Regions from separate parts of the Rattus norvegicus genome. Here region 1 is linked to region 2. A link is a contact called in public Hi-C data. All regions are on one chromosome and are shown on one strand. The core of a region is the stretch at or near the end of the contact, and the rest is flanking DNA. Distances in the headings are between cores, read along the strand shown.

Evidence for each region. Hi-C and Micro-C count contacts between places; a contact is called where the count stands out from the background.
Region 1: a contact with region 2 is called in a Hi-C map of the A7r5 cell line, with 6 times the contacts expected there. The contact joins two enhancer-like sites. A contact is called at or near these places in 8 of 12 Hi-C or Micro-C datasets (the A7r5 cell line, the Rat2 cell line, Schwann cells and 5 more) and 1 of 1 datasets of contacts at active chromatin or transcription factors (oligodendrocytes).

Annotation. Positions count from the first base shown.
Region 1 is chr2:191,572,429-191,579,333 of GRCr8, reverse strand. Igsf3 (immunoglobulin superfamily, member 3) reads right to left here. Exons shown (of 9, transcript NM_001106455.2): 6 at 1,950-2,360. Among named protein-coding and RNA genes, the nearest start is that of Igsf3, 74 kb to the right of the region's middle. Within about 2 kb of position 4,308, at least 26 of the 93 cell types and tissues checked have an H3K27ac peak or open chromatin away from gene starts, as enhancers often do. A contact at or near this core is called in the A7r5 cell line and Schwann cells, where this site is marked.
Region 2 is chr2:191,426,131-191,433,471 of GRCr8, reverse strand. No RefSeq gene overlaps it. Among named protein-coding and RNA genes, the nearest start is that of Cd2, 17 kb to the right of the region's middle. Within about 2 kb of position 4,596, at least 12 of the 93 cell types and tissues checked have an H3K27ac peak or open chromatin away from gene starts, as enhancers often do. A contact at or near this core is called in the A7r5 cell line and Schwann cells, where this site is marked.

The DNA of each region.
Region 1 (6,905 bases), core at 3,059-5,558, 150 kb before region 2:
TGAACAGGGGGGAAAAAGACACTGTGGCAACCCAGCAAGCAGTGAGCGGCACCCTAGAGAGGTGAACAGCTGCCCCTGGGGTGCAGGAGAGTGTCTCAGACATGCCTCCCTGAGTATGCTGCATCCCCGGCTATGTGGGAGCCTAGGGTTCAGCAACAGCTGTCTCTGGTTTAGAACCCTCAGGGGTCCAGGTGTTTGGGGGAGGAAAAACATGAGCAATGAAAGACTAAAGACATAGCCTCCACAGCGTGTGGCTGATGGACGGGGTAGCTAGCAAGATAAGGGGTGGGCAGGGCAGAGTGCCAGCTCCTCTCTTAGTGGGGTTAAAGCTGAGGTTGAACCAGGGTCTTCCAAATGCCAGGCACACACTACACTACTGGAGTATCTGTGGTGGTTTGAAAGAGAAAGTCCCTCAGAGGCTCATGTATTTGAATGCTTGGTTCGCAGTTGGTAGAACTATTTGAGAAGGATTAGGAGGTGTGGCCTTGCTAGAGGAGGTGTGTCACTGGGGGAGGGCTTTTGGGTTTCAAAAGCCTAGACCATTCTCTGCCTGCCTCCCTGCCTGCCTGCACCCCTCCACCCTCCTTCCCTCCCCACTCCCTGGAGTTTGAGGATCAGAAGTAAGCTCTCGGCTACTGCTCCAGCACCCAGCCTGCCTGTTGCCATGCTCCCCACCTTGATGGTGGATCGTGGACTCCCTCTCTGAACCTGTAAGGAAGGCCCTAAGCAATCACTTACTGTCATGAGTTCCTTGGTCACAGTGCCTGTTCCCAGCAACACAACAGTGAGGGGTACAATCACCAACCCTTTTAAAATGGTGTTTTGAGACAAGGTTATACTACATTGCCCAGGCTAGCCTTGAGCTTCTTTGGCCTGGCCAAAGTACACAGAAGAGTACTGGGGCCTACATCCCCGAGTGACGCGTAGGACATGCTCACACTCACTCCAGTGCTATCTAAATGTTTCAGACTGCATAGACAATCACTTGCCAAGAAAAGGCCGAAAACAAAACGAAGAAGGAAGCCTATTTCTCAGCAGTTTGGCCAAAGTATACATGTAAGGTGTTAACTCTGGCACTGTCTCTGAGGGCGTTTCACTGTGGATCCCCACCTCACTGCCTGCAGAGGCTCGGTAATGTGTGCTTTCTCATCAGGATAAAGGGGGAGGGGGACAAGGAACAGAAAACAAGAGAAAAAGATGCAAACCATAAAGTCAGCTGGAAAAGCCAAAGCTGTCACAGTGAGCATCCTGTGAGTTTCCTGCAAAACTCACCACCGGAGAGAAGCCGTGGCACTCATGACAGGATCTTTATGGCCTTTTGCTCTGTCTCACTTAGGTCCATGGCAGCCTCAGACAGGGAAACCCCTCCAGTATATTTAGGACCCAGAAATAGCTTCTTGGCATCAAACCAAAGGAGGAAAGGAAGAAGACTGGAGAACAGAGAGGAGACCTTGGAGGTGGGAGCAGAGCACTGAGAACAGCATTATCCTAATGGAGACGAACTGGGCTGGAAGGCAGACACAGAGCAAGCAAGAGAGCATGCGTAGGCCGGACCACAGCCTCAGCTCTCAGAAGCCCCGAGGCAGCACAGAATGTAACCTCAGCTTCTTGGGGGCTGAGGCAGGGGGATCTTAAGGTCAAGGTCTGCTTGGATTATGTGGTGAGTTGAGAGCAGTCTGAGATTTATAATGTGACCTAGCAGGCAGTCAGACCCCAGTCATGGTGATGGCCACAGGCAGCCCCTCAGAGGTGGACCTCCTGCTCTATGCAGAAGAAATGGTTATCAGAAAATGTCACTGTGTGGGCAGAGGGGATCCTAGAACGCAGAGTGAGTTGAAGGGAATGGTGTCTGTTTTCAAATCCAGCATGGGTCAGGCCACAGAGCTCCCCAAGCCCTAGAGTTTGCAGGAAACCCACAGGACAGTGATGGTCACACCTTCCAGTCTTACCTGGCTGCTTCACGGTGACTTCTGTGCGCCCTGAAACCTCCTCGGCCAGCTTGTACCAGGCATAGTTAGGACTCAGCAGCCACTCCTCCACATGGCAGTAGTAGCTGCCACTGTCGCTGACCTCAGCTCTCTGCACAGTGAGGCTGAACAGGCCCCCTGACACATGCCTCTCGAACTGCAGCCGGCCTCGCAGGCCTTCCTCCTCCGCATAGGTTCCATACTCGAAGGCTGAGTTGTGCGTGGTTTTGAGAATGAGCTTGCCGTCCGCGTCCGAGGGTTTGTGAACATACCACAGCACGGCGAAGTGCGAGTTTGGGCTGGTCTGGGACTTGACTGAGCAGTTCAGCTGAATTGGACGATTTTCCACCAGTGTGAGGGTTCTCTTTGATTTGCTCACCTGAAGCTTTGTCACTGTGAAGGGAAGAGGGCAACTTAGAAGGAGTGACATGGAGCCTGGACCTGTCCCAGGCTCACTTCTAGGCTGGGAGACTGGTTCTGTCCAGCAGGGAACAGCATGACTGAGTATCCTCAAAACCTCCCCAGTATCAGTCGCCCATCTACTGGCCTCTATCACATACTGTGCCCTGTCCACTCTCCCTGTGCCACTGCCCGCACCCAGCCAAGACACCAGTCTGCCCAGAGCCTGACCTTGCTTAAAACATTTAATGGCTCCCAACTGTCTATAGAATCTAAGGGAAAATTCATTTGGCCAGCACAAAGCCCCTCAGAACCTGGCCCAAGTTCAACTGTCTTGACTCATCTCCTCGGACGTCAGCAACTCCAGCTCCCCTGACCCACACACTCTACCCTGAACCCTGGCCACTGTCCCGTTGTTCTGTCTCCTCTGCCACCTCCCTGCCAGACCCTGCTTTCCTTCCCACTCAATCTCTTTCTGCCTCCCATTCCTTCCTCGGTGCACTCTGACACCCAGCTGCCTCCCCGTCTCTCTTCTCCCCTAGACACCGAGCACCCAGGCACAGAGAGGAAGCTTTTCCATTCGTCAGATGATATTTCCGATCATCCCCTGTTCAGGAGACACCCTGAAAGTGGGACAGCCCCAGTCTCAGTGCTCCCTGCCACTGTGTTTTCTCACTCCTGTACCCACAGCCTTGCACAGTGCCTAGGCTTTGGAAAGCAGAAAAGGCCTCCCTTGGTGTTCACTCAGACACAGAGATGTGGGAGCAGGCAGTACAGGAGGCCAGGGCAGGTCCTGAAGCAGTGAGGATAGGGATGGCCAGGGCAGAGCCAGCACCAGCCTCACCTCCCTTACTGTCCACGTCCAGAGGCAACAGGGACGGCCAACTCCAGACAGTGAGAATAGGGACGGTCATTGCTGCCCTGCTCATAACAGAGCAAACATCCATCTTTAAGTTGCCAAGAAGCCAAACCCTGGTAAAATGTATGTTATTGGAGATTATCGGTGATTATTGGAGACTCTCCCCTATATATCATTACCCCTGTGTTCCCTACTAACCTGAGAAGAAAGGAGAAGGCAATTCTCTTAGCGAGCTGGTATTGAGAGCAGCCCCCTCTCCCCCCTTCACATCTTAATTCTGGGCCACTCTGTCAGCTGAGGAAAACCCAGGGTGTGGTACGGGTCCCACAGCGAGGGAAGAGCCAGTGCTTCTGCCGACCAGGCTGGCCCATCTCCAGGCCCTGCTGAGCAGCCCTGGCCTCCTCAGGGCTGGAGTCAGGCGCTGGAATGTGCAGAAGCCATCCGGGTGGACGACTGCACCCTGGCTGCGCCCTAGGGTTCTGGCCAGTTAGCTGGCCTGCTTTGTTCGAGGCTCCAAGGGCTGAGCCCCATGTGTAGGGAAGGAGAGCGTTTGACAGCCACGCACTGCTCCTCCGTGTGCCCATGAACACACAGACAAACGTACAGGATGGACTGAAGCTTTAGTGAGAAGGCACAGCAGGTCCCACAGCCAGCACTATTACTACAAAAGCATCCCTGGGGACCTGTCTCCGGTTGCTGAGGCAGACTGTCCCCTGACGGAGGACCTCTGAATTCACACACAGACCTCGAGCCATGGCGAACACTTCAGGATGGGCTGTGGCCTTGTGCTCCAGTTTCATTGTGTACCAGTCTTCACTTTCCTCTTTCTTCAAACACAAGGTCCTCCAGGGCACTCTGGGAATCCTAGAGCCTGGACGGGCACGGCCTACTGGTCAGCTTTCCTGAGTGGACTCCTGTGAGGCCTGAGGCAACCTGTTCTCTTTTCATCCCTTTCCAACCCAATTCACCACTTCCAAATGCATCTCAATCACCAGACGACACCACCTGAGTTATCTGGTGTTTGGCCAGACGAACTCGGTTGTTCTGTGTAGAGTAGAAAGAGCTTTAAAATGTATTATTAATTGGGGCCAGATTATTTTTGCAACTGTTACTAAGGAAACCTCAATTGCTATAGTAACTGCATATGTTAAACTGGTATCCTATGACTCAACTTCTATTCAGTCACATGGCCAAAGAACCACAAGCCAAGGAAGAGACATATTTCAAAGCGTTTCCAATTTCTTCTTGTTCTCTCTCTCTCTCTCTCTCTCTCTCTCTCTCTCTCTCTCTCTCTCTCTCTCTCTCTCTCGCCATCCCATGTCAAAATATTATGAAGTGTTGGGGGAGTTTAAGAGAGAGGTACTTTTGGAATTTGGTGCATGCCTGACAGATGGGCAGGGGGTCAGCCCTTACTGTAAGCTCTGCATTTCTTCTCTGTCTCAGGGGTGGGGAGGACGCATCCTGGAGCCCCGAGGAGTCAGGAGGTTCCACAGCTCATTAGGAGGCATTCACAGGCAGCCTCAGCATCGCCCTGGGCAAGGTGCTTCTGTAAGCTCCCCGACCTCCCCCTCCCCTTCACCCTAAGGGAATCTGGCCTTCCTGAGGGCCAGTGTTTTCACCTGCTAAAGAGAACAGGGAAAGTGTGTATCTAATTCACCCACAGTGCCCTGCAGATTAAATGCATTAGCTTTGGAGGAGTTTAGTGTGAGGCTGCATGGACCCTGAACAATGGGGAGGTTTTAGCTCTCCTCACTCCTTCTTGGTTTGTGTTTGTGGTCCCAAGCTCAAAGCTCATAATTAGGGGAGACACTGAAAAACCGAATTTTTTTCTTTTTCTTTTTTTTGTTTGTTGGGTTTTTTGTTTTTCTTTTCTTTCTTTTTCTTTTTCTTTTTACAGAGTTTCTCTGTGTGACAGTCCCTGGATGTCCTGGATTTGCTTTGTAGACCGGGATAGCCTTGAACTCACAGAGACCTATCTGCCTCTGCCTCCAGAGTGGTTACACCCAATACAACTAAATTTTTTTTTAAATTAATTTTTAAATTTACTTTATATCCCAATCACAGCTCCACCACCGAACTTTTTACAAGTATTACAGACAGGGCCATCAAGATGGCTCAGAGGATACGGCGCCTGCTGCCAAAATCCAAGGACCCAAGGAAGGAGAAAACTGACTCCTGAGAGTTGTTCTCTAACCTCCACGTGTATCCTATTTCATGTACCTGCCTTCTCCGCACCATATATATGCAAAATAAATAAAACTAATAGAATAAAGTTAATTCTAGGTTAGCAGAAAGGCCCAAGGTCCAATTACCAGCAACCATATAGAAACCCACAATTGTCTGTAACTCCAGGTCAGGTTATCCAATACCCTCTTCTGGTACCAGGCATACACAAAGTATACAGACATACATGCAGGCAAAACACCCATATTCACAAAGTATTAATAAGCAAAACCCAAAAAATCCTAAGCACTATGGATCAGCAGTGTGAGATCCTTTGGGTGGATTTCTCAGAAACAGACTCTCAGACCTACTGCATCACGATCTTCACGAGAACAAGGTTCATGGAGATCCAGACGTGCCTTCAGCCTGGGAAACCCAGAGTGTGGCTGCTCAGCACGTGAACTTGGGAGAGCCAATGAATGCAGAGGTAAAAGTAAGTAAAGACATGCAAAGGTAGGCTTGGTCGGTCCCCTCCAGGAGAGGAGAGAATGCAGCAGCAGCAGGAGGGCCAGGCAGGCTGGATGGCAATGCTGGCCCAAGCAGTACACAGTACACTGCAGCGTCTGGGCAGCTTTCTTCCCAGGACGATCAAGGCTAAGGGAATCTGTCAGTCCTTGAAGGCTGCTTTGCTGGGAGGCAGAGGAAGGCTACAGGGAGGACGGAGAGTGAAATGAGGACTCAGCAGCAGAGAGCGGCAGTTGCTTCCCTAGCCAACCTGCCCGAACTTTGGATGAGTTTTATGTGTGCACTGCTCATGCGGAAGGCACTTACTCCTTAGTAAATGATTCTCCTTAAACTCAACCATAACTGCCTTACATCAAAGGCCATTTTTAAAAGGACTCCTCTTCGTGCAAATGCCTGGGCAACAGCTATGACCCAATGATTGCTAATCACATTAACTAATAGGTGACTGAATTAAAAACCCAATTAATCTCTTTTAATAATTTTTTTTTTTATTAACTTGAGTATTTCTTATATACATTTCGAGTGTTATTCCCTTTCCCGGTTTCCGGGCAAACATCCCCCTCCCCCCTCCCCTTCAATTAATCTCTTAAAATTAATTCTGACTGTGATGAAAGAGCGAGAACCTAGCAAAAAGTTGTGATCCCTGAACCGGGCTCTGAGAAATAAATGAGCAGGGGTCCCACAGGTGAAGGATGAAGAGAAGAGATCAACCAGAGCAGGCAGCAGGGCCAAATTCCCGGTGTACCGATTCTGGCAGGAGCCAGTGGCCAGGCGTGGCAGATGACGTCAGAAAGGGGCAGGGCCAAGATTGGAGGCGGGACTAGTTCTTGACCCTGCCCACCGTGGCTCTCAGGGGGGATTTGATGGATGGCACAGCTACCACAAGTTAAAACTACAGTGGATCAGAAATGGGGGTAAGAGTGACTCCCAGGAACCTGTGGGTTTGTGAGCCTGCAGGCTCTTCTGCGTGGCAGATTCCGTGCAGGCGAGCA
Region 2 (7,341 bases), core at 3,347-5,846:
ATCATGAGTCTGCATAAGCCTTAACTTGCTGCATATGCACTTTTCACTGAGCTTTAAAAACATTTGAGGACAGTTTTTCTATGGTTCCGTTTCTAACCCTGTGGACCCTAAGAACTATTGCCATTATACACCGGGGTCTCCAGAATTCGCAGCAATGTGATCCACGTAGCCTCAGGAAGGACTTCCCAATGGGGTGCACAGGCAGCTGTCCTTGCTGCACTTAGCCTATGGCTGTGATGTCTTGAGGGACTCAAGTCAGACAGAGAGATGGATGGTCTAGAACATACAAGAACCCCAATGTAGGGTACTGAGAGGGCTTAGGGTGGAGATGCTTGCTCTACTGGCCCAGTGGCCCAGTTTGATCTTCATGTAGGTAGGAGAAGAGGACCGACTCCATGAGTTGCCCACTGTCTTCCTCGTGTGCACCGTGGTACTCAAGACTGGACGCTTAGAACAATTTTTTAAAAGTTCTAGTCTTGGGCTGGAGAGATGGCTCAGTGGTTAAGAGCACTGACTGCTCTTCCAGAGGTTCTGAGTTCAAATCCCAGCGACCACATGGTGGCTCACAGAACACCTGTAATGAGATCAGATGCCCTCTTCTGGTGTGTCTGAAGACAGCTACAGAATTACATAATAAATAAATAAATAAATAAATATTAAAAAAAAAAGTTCTAGTTTAGTCTTCTAAAGGAGGCCCAAGCAGGGAAGTGAGGAGGAGATAATTTGTTTTACTATATTAATGAATGATTTTTTAAAAATTTTTATTTATTTTTAACATATTTATACATTATATTTAATATAACAGAAAATATACACCATGCATTATGTATAATATACAATATATTCTTAAATATTCTTGTATAATATATAATACATAATACATAGTAATGTAATATATATTTTATTAAATATGTTTATATTTAATTTATATTAATTAATGATTTTAATGCCTTTGGGACAGGTTTTACTTTATAGCCCAGGCTTTCCTGGATCAAATCTTCCTGCCTCAGCCTCCCTAAGGCCAGGATTTTAGACATCACTATGTGCGCTACTCTCAGGAGGAGACATTTAAATGTTAATGAGAGACAGCTTGGCCCATTAGAGCAGGAACCTGGTGAGGCCATCATGGTTGCTTGCACAGACGCAAACCTCTATTGTGTACCAGACAGGAATGGGCTGCAGAGGAGAACCGGGGAAGGTTTGATAAAAAAGGCAATAAGGGAATTGGTAGATGGTGTGTCCCTTGTAAGAATGTTCATGCAGGGACTTGAGAACATGTTTTTTAAAACCACCGAGAAGAGCATTCACTTTTTAAAGGGATTCTTCACTCTGAAGACAGGGAGACATGGCTCGGTTTTGGGGCTGCAGGAATAGAGTGTAGTTCCCAACTCTTACAATGTTGGGGCACCGTCGTGCCAACCCACCCGAATTGGGGCATTATCCTCCCTGGCTCCAAGAGCTTCTCCCATGGCTGCCCCAGACAGCGACTCAGAATCACAAGCACTCAAAATGCATTTGGAAGGCACTGGTAATTGAAGAAAGACTCATATGACAGAGATTGGATTTGCCCCTCACTTCTGAGAATGCATCAGTCTCACAAAAAGCCATGCAACAATACAAGGATTAACAGCATGCATCCCATGCAAAAATAAAAAATAAAGGGGGGGGGCAAATAACGGAGGAAGTGTGGTTAATTAATGCAGTAGGAGCTGAAACCTGCAGGAACAGATGAACACACTCTCCTTGAATATGATACAGTAAGCGGTTTCATTAAGGAGACAGTTTATGTGGCAGAAGAGATAATAGCACGCGAGACGGGAAATGCAAAAATAAATTAGTCTACGAGAAAACACCAATTTGAGAATATTTCATAGGGCTCGATTTGTGAGAAACCTCTCCATGGTCGACACACATGGAATTCTCTCTTCAGGATACCTTGAAAATAGGTCAGGTCAGCCCCGGTGGGTTGGGCAGGTTTAGGTGTGAGTTTCCTCTGTGGGAGAGAGCCCAGCTGGGTATTTTCAGAGACTCCCATTAGCCTATGATCCTAAGGATCCACTTATCGGCACTTTCTGTGTCTGTCATTTTTTAAAGCTGGTTAACTTGGTGGCTTTATTATTTCCCACCCCCTCCCAATTCCCTACGGCACTAACTAAATCAGACCACATTTGGAGTCTGCGTTTCTTTCTGGGCAGCACATTTAAAAGGGACACTGGCCCGTTCCGCCTTCAGAGAAAGGAGCCAAGCCAAATGGGTGGAAGTCGCTCAGAGATACAGTTTGACTCCATTTAAGAAAGCAGTGTCCCTCCCCACCCCCTCCCACTTTCAGAACCTCCCGCAAAGCCAGGGTCGCATTTTGAGGCAGTTCGCTCTCAGGGACTGAAACATGAGGTATTTGAACAGCTCTCAATGTTGTTCCGGAAGAGATTTTCCCCCCTGAAGTTTCCTTCCAGTTCTGACACTGTGTGATTGATTGCTTGTCTGACTTCTCAAGGTGTTTTACGAAGTCAACAACTCCTTTTTAGTTCTTCGATCTTGGTTATCACCTTCGCCTGTTCCTACAAGGAAAGAAAAAAAAGTTGGCAAAAGTAACATGGAACGGCAGTGTTTTTTGTGTTCACCACATTTCTTATTTCTGTGACCAAATGTATGACGCGGGCAACTTGAGGAAGGGTTCGGGCTGAGGGACACAGTTTATTGCGTGAGGGGAGGCATGGTGGCAGAGTGCGAGGTGGCTGGTCACAGTGTACCCTCCGTCAGAGAGATGAATACCATTGCTCGGTTTCCTCTTTTCCCCATTTTTAGGCACTATGGGAGTCCAGTTGATGAGATGGGGCGGTCCCCATTCAGGGTGGGTCATCCTTCCTCAGTTTACCTCTCTGTGAATGACCTCAGTGTCACACCCAGAGGTGGGCCTTCTCTGTGATTCTACATCGGTTGTGGCTGACAGCGAAGAGTAACCATAATCCCTCCCACCCATGCTTAGTGACAGGGCTTGGCCTGTTTGTCTGGAAGCTGCTCCCCTTCCCAGCTTCCTTCGCATCCCTGCCCCAGCTTTATTCTCCTGGTTCCAGCTCTACTAACCTTAGCCCCCCTTTCCCTCAGTCCTCAGACTGTTGTTTGCCTCTCTGCCTTGGGCCAGTGCTCTTCCGGCTCACCTTGGCCTGGAGAAGGTTCATGACCCACCCAGCACCACCCCCAGTGCTGTCACCCCAGGCTGGTAGCACTTGAGACCCCTTGATGCTGCTGACAAGATCGCATCTGCCTACTGTAATCTTTTCTTTTGTAATGTGATAAAAAGAGGTGGGTTGCCCTGACGATTGAATTAAATCTATTCCTAAAATTCTCTAGCAGGGAATAGGTGAGTGTTGAGGCCCCCGGAAGACTGTGCTGGAGTGACTTGGAAAGGAAAGCAGACCACTCATGTGCTGAATGCCAAGCACTGTGGGTGCCTCTTGCCCTTCACAGATGGGCCTCCCGCTGCCCTGAAAAGCAGGCCTTGCTGCCTGTCAAGACTATGGCGGTTTGTCAAAAGCAAGCACAGAGACCTTTAGAAGCCTTCATGGTCTATGAGGATGGAGTTGCTCCTTCTACATAGTTGAGCCTCCAAGACACCTTCTCTGAACATCCACCATGGTTGCAGGCACCATACCATGATGTGTGTGTGTGTGTGTGTGTGTGTGTGTGTGTGTGTGTGTTTGTGAGTGTGTGTGTCTGTGTATGAGTGCGTGTGAATGTGTCTCTGTGTGTGTCTGTGTGTTTGTGTTTGTGTGTGTGAGTGTGAGTATGAGTGTGTGTGAATGTGTCTCTGTGTGTGTTTCTGTGTGAGTGTGTTTCTGTGTGTGTGTGTCTGTGTGTGTTTCTGTGTGTGTGTGTCCCCTTACTTGGCAAGGAGCTCTTTAGCACCTAAGCCCTTGTTACATGCTTACCTTTGCTCCACAGTCCCTGTCATAGTGCCTGGCTATATTAGCACCTTACAAGATCCAGAAATCAACGTTTTTTTGGAGCAAAAACCACCTAACCAGTCTGTTCACTCAGCATGCTCCTGGCTTGCTTTTCTTCTTTCTATTAAAAAAAAAAAAAAAGACATCCTTGTAGGTGTGCTATACAGGTAGGGAAAACCCCAAGAGAGGGTCTTGGACTCCTGGTTAATGAGGAGGAAGGGGAGAAGGGGAGGAGAGAGGGCAGAAGGAACCGCGCTGAAGACTGGCTGGATCTCCCCCTTCCTCTCTGCTGAAAGTTGGGGTGTGGCTAGAGGTAGTCGGGTGTGGGGATGGGTCATGAGAGTTCCATACTCAGTGTTTTACTGCTGTGCGCAATTACCTGACAGAAACAGTTTAGGGAAGAGATGGTTTATTTTGGCACAGGTTTCAGAGGGATTTCAGTCTCCCGTGGTGGGGAAGTCATGGCAGCTGGCCTGCCATTCTGCTACCTCCGGAGCCTAAGGGAAGGCTTCTCCAGGTGGAGACGAGGAAGCCGAGCTGGAAGGTCGGAAGCTTCAAAGCCTGCCTCTAAGCCTTTTAGTGTCTTAAGGACGGATTCGGACGGCCAGGCCCCACTCGCTCAAGGCTCTGAGGCCTTCAAAACAGCGCCACCAGCTGGGAACATGAGCTCACTGCAGAGCCTGCGGGAGTCGTTTCACATTCAAAGTCAGCTCTGTAGCATAGCTTAGGAACGCTGGGCCTCCCTCCCTCCCTACTTTCCTTCTTCCTCATTCTTCTTCCCTTGCTTTGTTCCTTGAGCACTGGAAACAGTACCCGCTTGAGCCAGTGTATGGCCGGGGCTGGTCCTGGAGGTCCTGGTGTGCTTGTGTTCTGTAGCTTGTCCTCCCAGTGTCTCCTCCTCTTCCCTCAAGTTGTGCTTCCTTTTTAATTGCTCCATTTCTTCCCCCGCTTTTTTTTCCTAGTTAAAGGCTACCAAAGAGTGGAATTGGGTGTTTCAGTCGTTTGTGGTCACCGTTCATTTCATGGTCCTCTGCATTTATTAACTCTTATTTCCTCTCTATAATTTCCCTTTCCTGATATTTGTAAAAGCTCATCTTATTCTTCTTAATTGCATGGCTGGTGCGATCTAATTCCTATTTTCCCCTTCCGTATCTTTGCTCAGAAAGCTTTAACTGGTGCAACAGTCTCTGTTTTTCTCTCTTTCTCTTTGCAGACACAAATGCCATTTCTTTCCCTTCAGATCTCTTTCAGTCTTTGGGGAAGTCATGTTGATTGTATTTTGCTTCTCCTTTAGAAAAAAGGTTTTAATTATGTGTGGATCTACCCCCCCCCCCCCAGCCCCAGTCCTCACTCTAGAGCCAAAGTGACTCCGAGTCCCTCTGTGGCAGGGGCGGGCGACTCTTCCGGTTTACTGCCTGAGCAGAAAGCCGAGCCCGGGGCAAGAAGGAAAAAAGAAGGCTGAACTGGCTTATGGCTTCCTGTCAGCGGCTGTGCACTGACTGTTGGTGAAGCAAATAACAGAAAGATCTAGACGCCTAGCAGGCTGGGCCTCGTACATAATTAGGTGCTCATCGGCAGTGACAAGGTCTCTCAACTTCCGGTTTGTTGGTAGAGGTCCGGAGCATCCGCCTGAATGCTGGCCATTTGCCATCTATCACTCAGGCCGCTAGAACCACAGCACCCCCTGGGTATTTTGCCCATTCTCCTCATTTAACTCCTGTCTTATTCTGTTGTGACCCATGGCTATTCGATTATCTCTATTACCTGTCCAAAATTTAGTCCCACTCCTTACTCTGCACTGTAAATGAATTTTGGATTCCATGGTCCCCACTGCTATTAGCCTTGTTGCCATTTACTCTACAAACATCCCCACTCCCACCCCCACCCTTCCTTCAACCTCCAAGTGTGACAATCGTTGGTCAGTTGGCACCTTTCGTGTGTGCCTTGCTTCCCACTCACATCGAATGTCTCCATTAAACATCCCAGGCCAAGGTGAGCATGGTGTGGCCATTCATCCTCCCTCCTCAATTGACACTCCTGGTTTCTCTCGACATTGTCTCTGCCCCCCACCCCTGTCGCCATGCCTTAGGGACGATGACTGTAATCTAGGAACCACAGGTGAGGATCAGACAGAATTTAGTCAGCAGAGTTCTAGTCTCCTTGAGCCAGGGTGAGCATGTGACATAGTTCATGCCAGTCACATTAGAGAGGGCATTTTTTGCAGACATCTATAACAAAAAGCTTCCACATTGTAGACAAAACAGTTCTCACCTCAGAGGGAATAAAAGATAATTTGCCAGTCTAATATCTAATATCAGTGACCATGGCCTTGGGACATAGATTCAGACGTCCTTAGACAGTGTGTTCTAATGAATGGAAATTGTTTCATAGTTACCAAATAACAACAAAAAGCCATAGGTTGGTCAATCGTTGGACACATTGGTGGAAATTAGAGGCAGGCAGATTCTAATGAAAACAGATATGTTTCTGTTCTTGGTTTCAGGTGTTGCCGGAGGTCATTCTTATCTTTTGGGTTGGTGGATGCTAGCAGACTATTAATGCGTTTCAACCTGTGTCACTGATAGTCACCAGATGTGAGATCAGAGGTGAGCAACGAATAGTTATGAAATGGACTGCAGATAGCTCAATAATTTAGTTCTGGACTAGTAACATTCCAACCCTCCACAATCTCTGCCTTCTAATCAGTCAGTCTGTCAGCCAGGTAGAATCCGTTACACAGGTGTGGCTGCCCCACCCCACACACACCCCAGGAACTCCAGATCATCTTAGTTCTTCTCTGAGAGAGCTTCCAGAACAGGTCTGAGCTGACAGTGGACATCTTTAACACCGTATGCAGAGAGCTGAAAATGAAGCCAGAGTAGACCAATGCCAACAGACACAGGAGAACAGAGCCTTGATCTTATTGTCTACGTTCATGTGGTGCCTGAACCCCTCCTCAACCTCTGCCATGCGTACACCTGCCTCTCACCCACAGGTTAATCACACCGCCACCGCCTCTGACACACTCCGAACCCGAGCTCTCTCTACATCCCACACTACCTGCCTAATCCTCCCACTCAGACCCCACAGTAACCTGCATAGGGGTCTCCCTGCCTCTACCCTAATTCCAGAGTCAGTCAAGTCAGGCTTGAAAACCTCAAGTGAGACTGCTACTCTCCTCAGAACCCTAAAGACATGACAGTCATCTCCGAGAGCAGTACCCCAATCCTCAGCACCTGCCTGCTCCCCTCTGAGCACATCTCCTATGACTGCGCTCCATCAGCTCACTCCAGCCTCTCTGGCCTCTTAGCTCCCACCTCAGGACCTTTGCACGTACCATTCCACCTCTCAGCTATGTTCTTCTGCAAGTAGCAGGATGGCTGGTTCCCGTTTGCCT